2 separate regions of the Macaca mulatta genome follow, and region 1 is linked to region 2. Evidence: chromatin contacts called from public Hi-C data. All regions are on one chromosome and are shown on one strand. Each heading gives the region's core, a stretch centred on a gene start, on an enhancer-like site or on the middle of the called end of the contact. The rest is flanking DNA. Distances are from core to core; before and after follow the strand shown. Region 1 holds the start of TBX3 (T-box transcription factor 3). Region 2 holds the start of LHX5 (LIM homeobox 5).

What was found. A called contact is a pair of places that touch in the nucleus more often than the background predicts.
Region 1: a contact with region 2 is called in a Hi-C map of fetal cortical plate, with 2.7 times the contacts expected there. The contact joins the promoter of TBX3 here to the promoter of LHX5 in region 2. A contact is called at or near these places in 2 of 14 Hi-C or Micro-C datasets (fetal cortex germinal zone and fetal cortical plate).

The regions. Positions count from the first base shown.
Region 1 is chr11:121,934,292-121,940,312 of T2T-MMU8v2.0, forward strand. TBX3 (T-box transcription factor 3) reads right to left here and starts at 1,448. Exons shown (of 7, transcript XM_001111958.4): 1 at 1-1,448. LOC144332669 reads right to left here. Exons shown (of 6, transcript XM_077953105.1): 6 at 1-2,833. The coding sequence ends at 2,729.
Region 2 is chr11:120,714,761-120,721,214 of T2T-MMU8v2.0, forward strand. It overlaps LHX5 (LIM homeobox 5), which reads right to left and starts at 4,816. Exons shown (of 6, transcript XM_001111705.4): 1 at 4,601-4,816; 2 at 3,255-3,928; 3 at 1,047-1,270; 4 at 70-347. The coding sequence starts at 3,427. It overlaps LOC114670955 (a long non-coding RNA gene), which reads left to right and starts at 3,933. Exons shown (of 2, transcript XR_003720812.2): 1 at 3,933-4,012.

The sequences.
Region 1 (6,021 bases), core at 198-2,697, 1.2 Mb after region 2:
TTCAAAGGGAGGAAGGAAAGTTGTCTTTTGGAGAAGGGGAGGCCGCTTTTAAAGAGGGCAAGGCGAAAAATCAGCAAACATAGTCGCGCGGGTGACCGTCCTTGTGCCTTGCGTTTTTAAAAAGCCGCTCCTGAAAGTCAGTTTCAGAAGCGAGAGAAGCGAGCAGGGTCTCGACTCGCGCCCGAGCCCTGCCGCTGAGCTCGAAATAGACACTCCAGCCCTGCGTCCCAGGAATCTCTCTCCAGCCCCTAGGTCCTTTGTTGCAAATGTGAAAGGTTCTCCTAGAAGACTTTTTACCTTTCTTTTCTTCTTCCCCCGCCCCCTATCTCTCTTCCTCTCCCTCTTTCTCGCTGGTGGCGTCTGCAGCTGTGCTAGACCCGGCTTTAACAGGGAGCGAGAGAGCGGAAAAAGTCTCTCTCCTTTAAAAAAAAAAAAAAAATCTGATTTAAACCCCCTTCTACCAGCGCTATCAAAACTTGAACTGCAAACTGGCTTCCGTTCGCCCTCCTCCTCCTTCCTCTGCTCCGAGCCTCCGGAGGGTGTCTCAGTTTCAATCCAAATCTTGCTGGGCTCTTCTCCCGTGCCTCTCTCTCTTCCTTGTCCTAAAACGTGAGCGAATTCGCTTCCTAAATCTGTGTCCAGGCGCGCAGGGCAGGGAGGATTTAGAGGGGGAAAAAATGGAACGGAGGGAAAGAGAGAGGGGGAGGGAGAGAGAGAGAGTGAGAGACGGAGTCGGAGAGGGAGGGAGCGAGGGAGGGAGCGAGAGAAAGCGAGAGCTCCTCGCCACCCTCCGCCGCCTCTAGAATTCACCGGGCGTCTGCTCGGCGGCTCTAGAAGGTCGGGCTGCGCTGTGGGCTGCGGGGAGCCGGAGGCCTCTTGATTGGCTCTTTGACGCTTTCGGACCAATTGTGTTGCTGCATAGGCGTGGTTTTCACAGGTCGAGTGCTGGGGGATAGAGCTGAGTTATAAAAAGAAGGTGTCGGAAACTGTAACGTCGCAGCGCCGCATCGGTACTACTGCCTGTCCTGTGAATATGTCAACATGATCAGAGGGAGGGCGGGAGCCACTGGGGAGCGCGCGCACAGAGTCGCCTCTAGGTGGCTTATCGAGAGATCGCTGCAGCCCCTGAGCTCGCTCGCTCTGGTTCAGCCCACGTCTGAAATGCCTCAGTCATCCAGCCGGGGATCGAGGGAGGAGGCAGGGCCAAGGAGGAAGAGGGAGGGAGAGAGGGAGGGAATCAGCGAGCAGGCGAGCCGGGAGGGGAAGGCGGAGAGCGCGCCCGGGCGCCGGGCAGGGGCGCTCGCCTCTCTTGCACTCCGCTCGCCTCTCCGACCGCCGCAGCCGGTACTCTCTCCAGCTCTCCTTCTCCCGGCCCCAGGCGAGCCGGGCGGGTGGCCGAGCCTCCCCGCGAGCTGCTATCCGGCTGCTCGGTTCTACAAAAGCCGGCGGCTGCGGAGAGGCGAGCGCCGAGACTACAGGCTTGAGTGCTCTCCAGCCCCACGTGGAGCCAAGCTCCGCCTGGCCGCCGCTAAAGGGCTCCCGGGCTCGGGTGTCTCGGTGCTGGTCTCCCCTGCATCTGGGCTAGGGGAGCACACGGATGTGTGGGCTTCCTCTCCACTGTGCCCCACCTGCAGCCATGTGCGGAGACCCAAACACCCCCAGTGCATCTGTACTCGAACACGCACCAACACAGTGGGACTGAACCACACACCGAAAAACACGTACACACAAACACGTACACAGCCTGCGCGGCTGACCCTGTCTGAGCTCCTGGGGAAGATGGACTTAGGATTTTTACGAAATGCATTTACCCGGCCCTTTTGGATCTCGTCTTTCATTTGCATGCGGGCCCCCATATTCCACCTGGATGTGGGTGTGGGTGTAGAGAAGAGAATGGAGGATCTGGACAAAGCGAGCACAGCGAGGGACTGGGTTCTGAGCCTGTCCCTTCCAAGCCGCTGCCCTCACCTCGAGGCCCGGCTGGGAGCACAGCAGAGGGTAAGGGGTGGGCGAGTGGGTTGGGGGAGGCGCGCCAGCCTGGTATCTTCTCTAGGCATCGCACTTATCTCTCGGTGCCTCAGTTCTTTCTCCACCCCGGAGACTTATCTCGCCAGAAGTCGGGGAGGGAGGCTGAGTTTGTAAAACAAACCGTGAAACGCCCCCACCTCAGAGGCGAGATGACTGTTTTCAGTACGGGTAGGGTGGGGGCCTCCTCTTGGGCGGACAAGAGGGAAACGACCGGATCTTACCAATCGCCGAATTACTAACTCTGTTACCGCAGCGCCCGGTCGGGGTCAGAGGATTCGCCTAAGCCCACAGTTCTTGATTCTGGGGGCCAATGACTTGGACCATCCTTGCTTAGATGGAGGGAAATCTTGAAAACAATGTTCTTTTATCTTTCCTGAGATGAAAGCTTCTTCGATGGAAAGGGAACGGAGAAAGGGCTGATCTGGGGGCTTAGGGGTTTCAGAGACCCCTGGCTTTGGATGTGTGAGTCTCTGCAGGCCAGCGCAGGCCTCTCTCGCATTTTGCCTTGTGCACCCCCGCAACTCCCAGCAACTCCGAAACCCCAACGTGGCAGCAAGAGACGAGTGAAAATGAAGTGCTCTTGTGGGCCAACCACGCTGAGATAGGGGTGGACCTTTTGAGGCGGCAAGCTTCTCCAGCCTCGCATTTTTGACGCACATGGTTAAGAGAGTTTGGCGCCAGCGTTGAGAATTCCCTGAAGTCACCAGAGAGAACAGAGTGGTTCTGCGAACTCCGTCTGGCTCGCCATCTCGCCCCTTTCTTTCCCTTTCAGTGTGTCTTTCTCTGGCGTCCTCTCTGTCTGTCTCTGCCAGTGGTTAAAATACAGAAAGGAGAGACAGGGGAAAAAAATGAGGTGGTGGACCCTAGAGTGTTGGCTCATAACACCCCCTCCCGCATCCCCTCCGCCCCGCCCTGAAGGGTGCGAAAGGCCAGGCCATTCCCCGCCTTATACAGAACACGGAGGTCACTGCAGGGTTTCATGAATCTCTGGGGATCCCCCAAAAAAAGATAGAAAAAAAAGTGCATCCCTCTCCCCCACACTGCTCGCCTCCGGGGCCTGGGGCCGCTTCGCTGCACTTTCAAGAGCGGCCCCAAATCCCAGCGATCTGGTTTTGCCTGCCTGCCCTCGCAGGCCAGTCTCTGCCCCAACACTTGGAGTGGAAGCAAAGTAGTTCTACAACCACACTGTGACCGACCCCCTCCTCACCCACTCGGTGCCCCCAAGCGTCCCACGCACAGCAGGGAGACATTCCTCCGCATTGGCCAGCTGTCTGCTTTGGAAATGGGAGGGGAGCTTGCGGATTTTACTAAAAAATGTCTCGACTTGTTTTTGGCTCCGCGGGTGGACTGAGAGGGAGTTCTGCCCCTCACACTGTCCTCCTCCCTCAATTGCCTATTTTTTGCCCATAGCTCTAACTTAACCCTGGGATCACCCCAGATCACTACTTCTGACCCTCATGTCCTCCCCCACCCCCACCTCCAGCGCGCGAAGCAGAGAACGAGAGGAAAGTTTGCGGGGTTCGAATCGAAAATGTCGACATCTTGCTAATGGTCTGCAAACTTCCGCCAATTATGACTGACCTCCCAGACTCGGCCCCAGGAGGCTCGTATTAGGCAGGGAGGCCGCCGTAATTCTGGGATCAAAAGCGGGAAGGTGCGAACTCCTCTTTGTCTCTGCGTGCCCGGCGCGCCCCCCTCCCGGTGGGTGATAAACCCACTCTGGCGCCGGCCATGCGCTGGGTGATTAATTTGCGAACAAACAAAAGCGGCCTGGTGGCCACTGCATTCGGGTTAAACATTGGCCAGCGTGTTCAGAAGGCTTGTGCTGGGCCTGGCCTCCGGGAGAACCCACGAGGCCAGCGCGCCCCGGACCCCGGCATTAGGCGCCAGCTGCCGGCTCTCCGCGGTCTTTTTCTCCCTGCAGACCCCTCGATCCTCTTTCCTTCGGTCTTAACACTCAACAAAAGACAGACTAGAGACGTTGAAAGAGCCTGCCCTTTAACAGAGTCCAAGAAGAGGGTGACTTAAGGGCAGGAGAAGGGAGAAAGAGGGCAGATTTCGGGTCAGAAAAGACCCAGATAATTTCTGGTGTCTCTGAAATATTCCTCCACCTTTTCGCAAAAAGAGTTTTCATTTAATTGTAGGTCTGGAATTAAAAAAGTAAATTAACTGAAAAACCTCTCTATCTGCAATGCCTGCAGCATTTAAAGTAGTGTGAGTGCATGTAGGCGAGTGTTAAAGGTGGGTGGGGGGAGGACCCCGAAAATAATGTTCGTTTGTGGGGGTGGGGTCGGGTGGGGGTGAGGGGAACAAAACCAAATCAACTGTCCTTAGCCCAGGCCACGGTGCCAGCAAAGAAGCTGGCCTTGCCCGAGACGGAAGCTTAGCCCGCACCACTTTTCCCTGCCGCACTGCCTGCCTCAAACTATAAAGGGGACAAACCGACCCTTTTGTGATCAAATGGTGTTTATCTGAAGTTTACAAAAAAGGCGGGGAGGAGGGAAAAAGGATGGTGGGTAGGCGGGGTCGTTTACTTTGGCCAGTTTGCTGTAAATATTCCCTTCAGCATGTGTGAGGTCTGGCAAGAGACTATTACATGCTTATTCCCTCTTAAACTTTCACCCCCGTTTGCCGCAGAGCTCTTTTCAGTCCGAGGTGTCACTAAATTGGGAATTCTGTTGACAGAAGGGCATCCAAGATTCTCCGGGGGTAGGAGACCTAATTAAGAAGTTTCGTACAGGGGTGGGTTCATGTATGAACTTTTCCTGGGGGAGGGGCTTTCTGGTCATCCTGGCAGTTTGGCAATGGCTTCTCGTTTCTGCCCAGTGCCCCAGTTCATTTGATCTCAGGATCCCAGCCTCTTTTGATATTGACAAGCTTTGAAACTGACCAGGTGCCTGCCCCCCTAGGGCTCTCATTCTCTTTCGGGCTCAGTTCTCCCACCTGAGGAAGTGATTTTCTTATCACGGATCCCAAGGAAGTAGCTCTCTGGGGAGTATCTAGTTTACTGTTTGTGGTTCCTCCTGCAAATTGCCCTAGCACCCCCTACCCCTCTGGGGTACATACATTAGCACTGCTGTGCTACCCGGAACCCTGACTCTCCCCCTGGCAGTGCTGAACCCAGTGGAGGCTTGCTCTTCCTCCACGAGTCTCCACTCACCATGAACCCCCACCCCCTCCTCCTCCCCAAAGCTTGCTTTGACAGCGTAGTTCCTCTCTGGTCCAGAGGCTGCCTGTCAGTCGCTTGGAGACAGGCTGGGCTCCACCACCTTTCCTCCCTCCAGAGCAGACACTAGCTTCTTGGTTGGACCAGACAGACAGTGCAGGACATTCACCTTTTGTTTCTTTTTCCCTTCCTTTCTTTCTCTTCCCCACCCCGCCCCCGCACCCTTTTCTTTTGGTCTCCCTGTCTTTCTGCTCATCCCCATTTAGGATCATTTGAATGTGGGTCTGGAATCTTTCTTACTCTTTTTCCTTCTACTTTTTGTTCTCTTCCTTGCATCAATCTTGTTCTTGGTTTCTATTTCTCTTTCTTGTCTTGTATCTATTTCCCAGGCTTTCACTTCTCATGTTTTGTTTTGTTTCTGTCTTCTTTATCCTTTCTTTCTATTTTCTCTGGCTGTCTTGGTCCTGTCTGAATTCTCTCCTGTTTTTCTGACCTGGTGCCTCCGTACACTGCCACCTTTCTCTCCCTCATCTTTCCCAGCAACCATGACAGCATGGAGATCCCTCTTCCTGTGGCTGAAGCAAACACCTTCCCCTCACTTCCTTGACTAGAAAGATAAAGTGTCTTGAGAGATGGAAAAACGTTGTGTGCATTTGCCTAGGGTGGCAGTTTCACCTTCTCCTCTTGGCATTTCCAAAGCCACCCCTTTCTCCAGAGTTGAACCCCATCCTTGCTCCCTAAGCTCTAAAGCCACCTCCCCATCTTTTCCAGGGCAGGCATCTAGGGTGAGGAGCTGCACGTGGAGCTCTATAGCCCCAGCTCCCAGC
Region 2 (6,454 bases), core at 3,566-6,065:
GAGACTCCTCTGAGGCTCCCGGCTCCCGGGCCTGCGGGCCTAAGGAGCTGTGCCCGCCCCGGACCGCACCTGGATAACGCGCATGTTGAGGCCGGTCTCCTGCGCCAGCTGCTCGCGGATGTGGCGCGTGGGCTTGGGCGTGGCGGCGAAGGCAGCCTTGAGCGTCTCCAGCTGCTTGGCCTTTATGGTGGTGCGCGGGCCGCGCCGCTTGGTGCCCGAGTTCTGCTCCTCGTTCTCGTTGTTGGCGGTCTCCTTGTCTGACGAGGTCGAGTTGTCCGTCTCCTTGGGATCGTCCTGCAGTGCGTCCTGGAGGTCCGGGGACAAACTGCGGTCCGTACAGGATGATACTGCGGGCGGACGGATCGGGAAGGGGACAGAGGCGTCAGCGACGACCAGACGCCTCTTCAATCCAGTGGCGGGTTCACGCCGGCCCAGGCTACGGCCGGTCCCTCTGGATTCCCTCCCAAACCTGCGACAGCCCCTCCCCCAGGGACCCGGTGCCCGCCCACTCTCTCCAGGAGGGGCTGGGCCTTTGCATGGGCGCTTCTTAAGCCCTCTCCGCGCGTCTCAGCTAGTACCTGGGTAAGGGTAGGGGGAGGCGTACCCTCTGGAGAACTCCCACCTTCAAGGAGAGGGGATGAGGAGGGCATAGATTCCCTTGGGGCTTGGATCTTCCTCTCACTTCCCTCCTCTCTCCAGACCTCAATTAATGTCCTCCCAGTGCATCTAGAAATTACCTGGAGCTCAAATGACACAAGGGGGAATTGTGCGCTTCCAAATTAGGGGAGGAGGGCAACTTGGAAAATGCTCCTGAATTGAAGGAGGGTGGGGAAGATCTGGCAGCTCTCAGATCCCCTGTAAAACTGCTCCAAAGCCACTTCTCTTTTCTAGCCTCTAATCCCCTTGCCTTGCCCTAGAACTGCCTGGGGCTGATGAGCTCCAAGCTCAGCACAGACAGCATACCGGGGGCCAAGTAGGGAGTGCCAGGCTGGGCACGGTGGGAGGGTGCTAAGGCCTAAGGCTAGTGAGGGGCCCAGGCTTCATACCTGAGTTGAGGCTGCCCTCCTTGAGGCTGGATGAGCTCAGGTAGTCGTCTTTGCACACGAACTTGTTCTCGTCGATGACGTAGAGCTCCTCGCCAGTGGACAGCTGCTTGTTACACACCATGCAGGTGAAACAGTTGAGGTGAAAGACTTTGCTCCGGGCCTTGCGCACCAGGTCGCTGGGCGAGATGCCTTGCGCGCAGCCAGCGCATTTGGTGCCAAAGCGCCTGTGGACACAAGGTGCCCATCACTGCGGGGTGGGACTGTATCCAGTCCTTCCCAGTCCCTGACCTCTTCCCACCCGACCTGGCTTCTGTGAAGTCCCCATTTCCATATCTGTTAAACGGAACCCCAATCCTGAGTGCTCTGGCCAGAGCAGGAGACTGGGACAAATGTTCTGAGCTGTTTTTGGGACTGGGACTGCCATGCCTCCACTGGGGTTTTTGAGATTCTCCTGGGCTGGGAAGGGGTGAGCAGTGGGTGCAGCCTTCAGCCAAGAAGAGAGCCCAGAGCACCCCAAGATGTCCTTCCCCAAATCCAACCCCTGCCAGGCCTGCCTGGGCTGCTCCAGGCAAACTCAGAGTCCATGAATGATTTGAAGCCAGGAGGGGAGAATTTGGGCCACTTGGTGGCTTTGCCTCCTGGATCCTTTCTAGTCTGCTGGTGCCTAGCTAGGGCCAATCTGCCTGGCTGGCTGAGCCTAGCCGTGAGGCAGAGAGCCTTTCTCCTAGGCTGGAAGGAGGAAGCAGAAAGGAGGGAACCTTCCACTGATTTCCAGTACCAATGGAGAGGCTTTCCAATCTACCGCTCTGGGACCCGCTGGAGCTAATCAGGAGCTGTGGACAGCAGGGCCTCATAGTGACGGACCCTAGAGAGCAGGGACGAATTTCAGCCCCCCTAAACCTCTGGCCTGGCAGGCAGCAGGGGAATGTGAATGCAGGACAATCATAGACCCTGCAAGGCCAGGAGAGGAATCTCTCAAATCCCCCCTTTCCCGCGTTCCTGATCTCATTCCTTTTCTTTCTTCTTTGAGCTCAGGGAGAAAGTCAGCCTCCCCCGAAATGGGAGATGGGTGAGGCTTAGGTTGGGGGTGGGGTGGGGGAGGACCCAGGACTCTGGGGACCCTGCATCTACTCACACCCATGTCTCTAAACAGGGTGAATTTGGGTGACATTGATGTAGTGAGGGCATTAGAAGCCATAAGTCACTTTTGGCCTTATCCGGCAGCGTAATTGGCCATATGCACCTTATCAAAAATCATTAGGCGCTTTGCAAGCACTGCTACATTAGGGACATCGGGCCTCCGGGTCCAGGGAGTTTACACGTGTAAAGGAGCGGCTGACATTTTCTCCTATTCAAATTCCCAGTGCGAAGTCGCTGGGGCCGGCAGGCTGCCTTTCTCTATGGCGTGTTTCACGCCCCCCTTCCTCAGCGCGGGGAATTCCTGTTCACAAAGCCGGCTCTGGGTGCCCAGGGGAAACAGGCAGGGCTCAGCTGCCCAAAACTCTACTGGCTTCCAGACTGGGGAAACTGAGGCCCAGAGACGTGATCTGCCCTGGCCAGCCAGGGGGCCCACAGGGGTGGGGGTGCTGGGGAGGTGCCACAGCTCAGTCTAGACCCCAGAGGTCCTGATTCTCAGCCTCGATTTCGTTTCTGCTTTTCAACATGGGAGGAAATGTTTAAGGGGTTGGGACGTGATGGGGGTGGGGAGGTTCTCTCCTCCCGTCACCAGGGGAGACCTTCCTCGCTGGGCCCCTTCCGGAGCTGAGAAGTTTCTGTTTGGGATTGCGGGTCGATGGGCTCACACATTCTGCCTGGAGTGAGAAGCCTCCAGGCGTCTCTAACTCAGGCAAAAATCTTTCCTCTCTCTCGGGACAGGGATTGAAGCTTCTGTCTTGGGGTTGCAGCCGCTTGGAAGGGGCGGAGAGGGATAGAGAGCAAGTTTGTCAGGGCTTCCTCCCTCTGCCCCGCCAGCGCTCTGAGCCGGCCTCGAGCCAACGTGAGGCAGCGAAGCAGCGTCCTTCTTCCTCCGCCTGGGCTCGGGACCTTTCCTGTACCGAGGACAAGAGGAGAGCAAAGTGCTGCCCGCTCCCCATCTAAGCTTATGATCCGGGGAGGCTGGGATGGGTATGGGGGTCTCCCCTTCCCCAGCTCCCCAGTGGAGCGCGCGCAGGGTGGGCGCGCAGGCAGCGGCGCGGCGCGGCCTCTTACCTGAAGAAGTCATTTTTGCAGTAGAGCTTGCCCTCGCGCGAGAAGCACTTCTCCGAGAGATTGGTTTTGCACTCGCAGCACTGAACACATTTGATGTGCCACGCGCGGTCCAGCACGTTCAGCAGAAAGCGGTCGAGGATGGGCCGCTCGCAACCGGCACAGTGCACCATCATAGCCCCGTGCCCCGGCGGCTTCAGCCGCCTTGCCCTCCCTTTGGGCCCCTGGCCCTCGGGCCTGCCGGGCCCTCCGCTGCCCTTCGCCTCTTGTCTCAGCAGCTGCAGGGCGAGTCCGGTCCGGACCAAGACTCAGCCGGTCAAGTCCTTGGGCAATCGCTGGCCTGGCGCTGGGCTGCCGGGAGTGGGATGGTGGGGGTGGGGGTGGCGTTCACAACCTCATGCCACCGGCCGCACGCCCCGGCGCCTGTTCCGGGCTTCCCCAGGTATCTCGGGTGGCTGCTGGCCTCGGCGCTGCGGAGCGGCTTTCCCCGGTGGCGGAGGCGCCGGCACTTTCCCCCACTTTCAAGCGGTCCGGATCCTCATCTTTGTCTGGTCGCCGCGTAATTCGCGCATCCTTATTCAGATTTGGTGACGTGGCGCGGCACGTAGGGGGCCCAGCGGCCAATGGGCGCACCGTGGCCATGGCAACCTCTTAAATTTATAGCATATCTAAATTGGCTACAGCGTTGCGGTCCGGACAGAGCAAAAAAAACAAGGCATCAGTATTGTTGAGTATTAGCTTGTACCTGGTTCGGAGGCTAAGTAAGTATTTACCTTCCAGTTTGGGGCTGACGGGGCGGGGGCCGCGCGATACGGAAAACTGCGTCTCTCTTCCTCTCTTTTTCTCCTCACAGATATTTGGGGATCACGGGTTCCAAGGCCTAGTCCGGGAGGTACCCCTGCCCCCTTTACCATCCCTAGAACTTGCAGAAGTTGCCCCACGCCCCACACCTACCTCCCCTTCTCCAGCCCAGGCAGCCCAGATTGGATTCCCCCACCCCCGCGCCCCGTCTGCGCTCTGAAGCTGCGTCAGCGCGGTTCTCTGAGCTCCTGGAGCCGGCCCCGGCTTCTTTTTGTCATACACGGGGCTGGGGCCCAGCCGGGCCTTTCTCATGGAGAGAGCTAGTGGAGGCCGCGCGACCTGGGTAGGTTTTCCTGCCAGGCCACCGAGCGCAGGCCCAGGCCCAGGGTGGGGAGGCGGGGGAGGAGGAGGGGTGCAGTCTGGCCTGGTCCCGAACTCCAGAGTTTCAGGCCTGAGTACGCTGCTCACGGGGCTCTGAGGGAGATGTGGACAGGGGGAGATTGAGGGTGGACGGGTCTTCCCGCAGACAGCTCGGAGGTGGCACTCACCACGTCTCTCCTTTCCTCGCTGCACCTTCCAGATTCCAGGTCAGCCTATGGGCACTGTGGTGAGTGGGTCGTACGGCTGAGGCGGGGGACACCAGCGACTATGAAAACGCTGTTTGCATTCACGCCGTGCGGGCTGGGTGTGCAAGTTTGTCCCCTCATTGGGCGCAGGAGAAGCGGCGCACGTGTGTTCCGTGCTCGGCAGGGCTCCCAGAGTGTGAGCAGAGAGTGTGTGTGTGTGTTAAGGAGCGGGGTGGTGCTGGCAGGTGTGTGTGAGGAGGGGGTGTGTGGGTCTGAGGAGGAGAAGGGACCAGGCCTCCTCTCCCTCGGGGCCAGCGTGGCCACCAGGGCTCCAAGTTGGGGAGGCCAAGAATGGGCAACCAGGATTTTCGTTTCGCTTCTGGAAAGGGGGCTGAGGGAGTAGGGCCTGGGACCAAGGGCTGGAGCTAGAGGGGTTTGTGCCAACACTTGGCTGTGAACGTTTGTTTGGGTGTATTTCCTGAGCTTGTTAGTGTATACTTGCTGTTTGAGAATTCCATTTTTGCATCTGTTTATTGCATTAGTACCATCAATCCTGTGAGTACATTTCTGCGTGTGCGTTTTTGTGTGTGCAGATTCGTGTGTTTGTAATTGCGTATGGTCCTGCTAATGTTTGTGTTTATCACCGTGTGCACTTTTATTTTTGTTGGTCTGTGCCTATGTGTGTGTGTTTATTTTAGGACGCAAAAATGTGAGGATGTTTTCATGTGTACGTGTGCATTAACGTAAGCACATTTGTGTCTGTGTTTGCAAGCATTGATGTGAAGGTGTACTTTTAAAAACCTGAATGTGTGTGTTTGTGTGTAGGTGAGGGCGTGCATACTTGAGACCCTGTGTATAGGAGACTGAGCTGGGTTGGTTTTGTCTGTGAGTGCAGAATTTTGAAGAGCTATGTTTGTGTGCCAGTCGCTGTGTGTGTGTGCCTGCAAATGTGTGTATTTGTGCAAACAGTAGTTTTTTGTTTATGCAACTCCTGTAGGCTGTGTGTGTGTGTGTGTGTGTGTGTGTGACGGAGGGGGGGGGCGGTTATGCTTGTATTTGTGTTTGTGTGTGTACTCCTAGCAGCGCTTACCTTTGTGGATTTGGAGGTTGAGATAACAGGATTTGTGGATGCCTGTGTTGGGGCTCAGGAATGCCCACTTGTCCCCGTTCCTCTTCAGGTCTAGCACTGTCCCCCACAGTTATCTAGGGGAGGTGATCTTGCTAGGGACAGGGAATTGGTGAGTGCTGGTTACAGAGTGGAGCATTGACTCACCAGCCAGCCCGCTGGAAAAGGAATCCCTAACCCGGACAACTTCTGCTTGTTGGTGCTGTTACCTGACCCTCTAGCTTGTCAGGGGACAGGCATCTACAGAGCATAGTAGTGAGCCTGGTTAGAGCCCAGCTCAACCAGGAACAGGCAGGATGAATCTCACTTGGTCTCCTAGGCTCGGCCATGAGAGACTTCAAATGGAACCGCAGTTTCCGGCAGCTCTTGGCTCTGCCCGCCTGGGCTTAAAGGATACTTGAGCTCTGGCAGGGCAGAGCTGGAAAGAAATAAGAACCCGGAGAGGAGAGAGGTGCTCAGGCTCCCGGCAGAGGTGAATCATGCTGCCTTCTCCGTCTTTGTCTCACTGGGCTTTTTCTGTGTCTCCCGAGTTCTTGCCACATGTCTGTTTTCCTTTCTGTCTCCGTTTTTCTCTTGTGCTCAGAGTCTGTTCTCTTTCTGTTTCGTTTTCCTTTGGTTCTCCCTTGCTTTCTTTCTCCATTTCTCTCTCTCTCTCTCTCTCTCTCTCTTTTTTTTTGTTCTCCTCTCCTGGTCTCTCTGCTGGAGCTTCC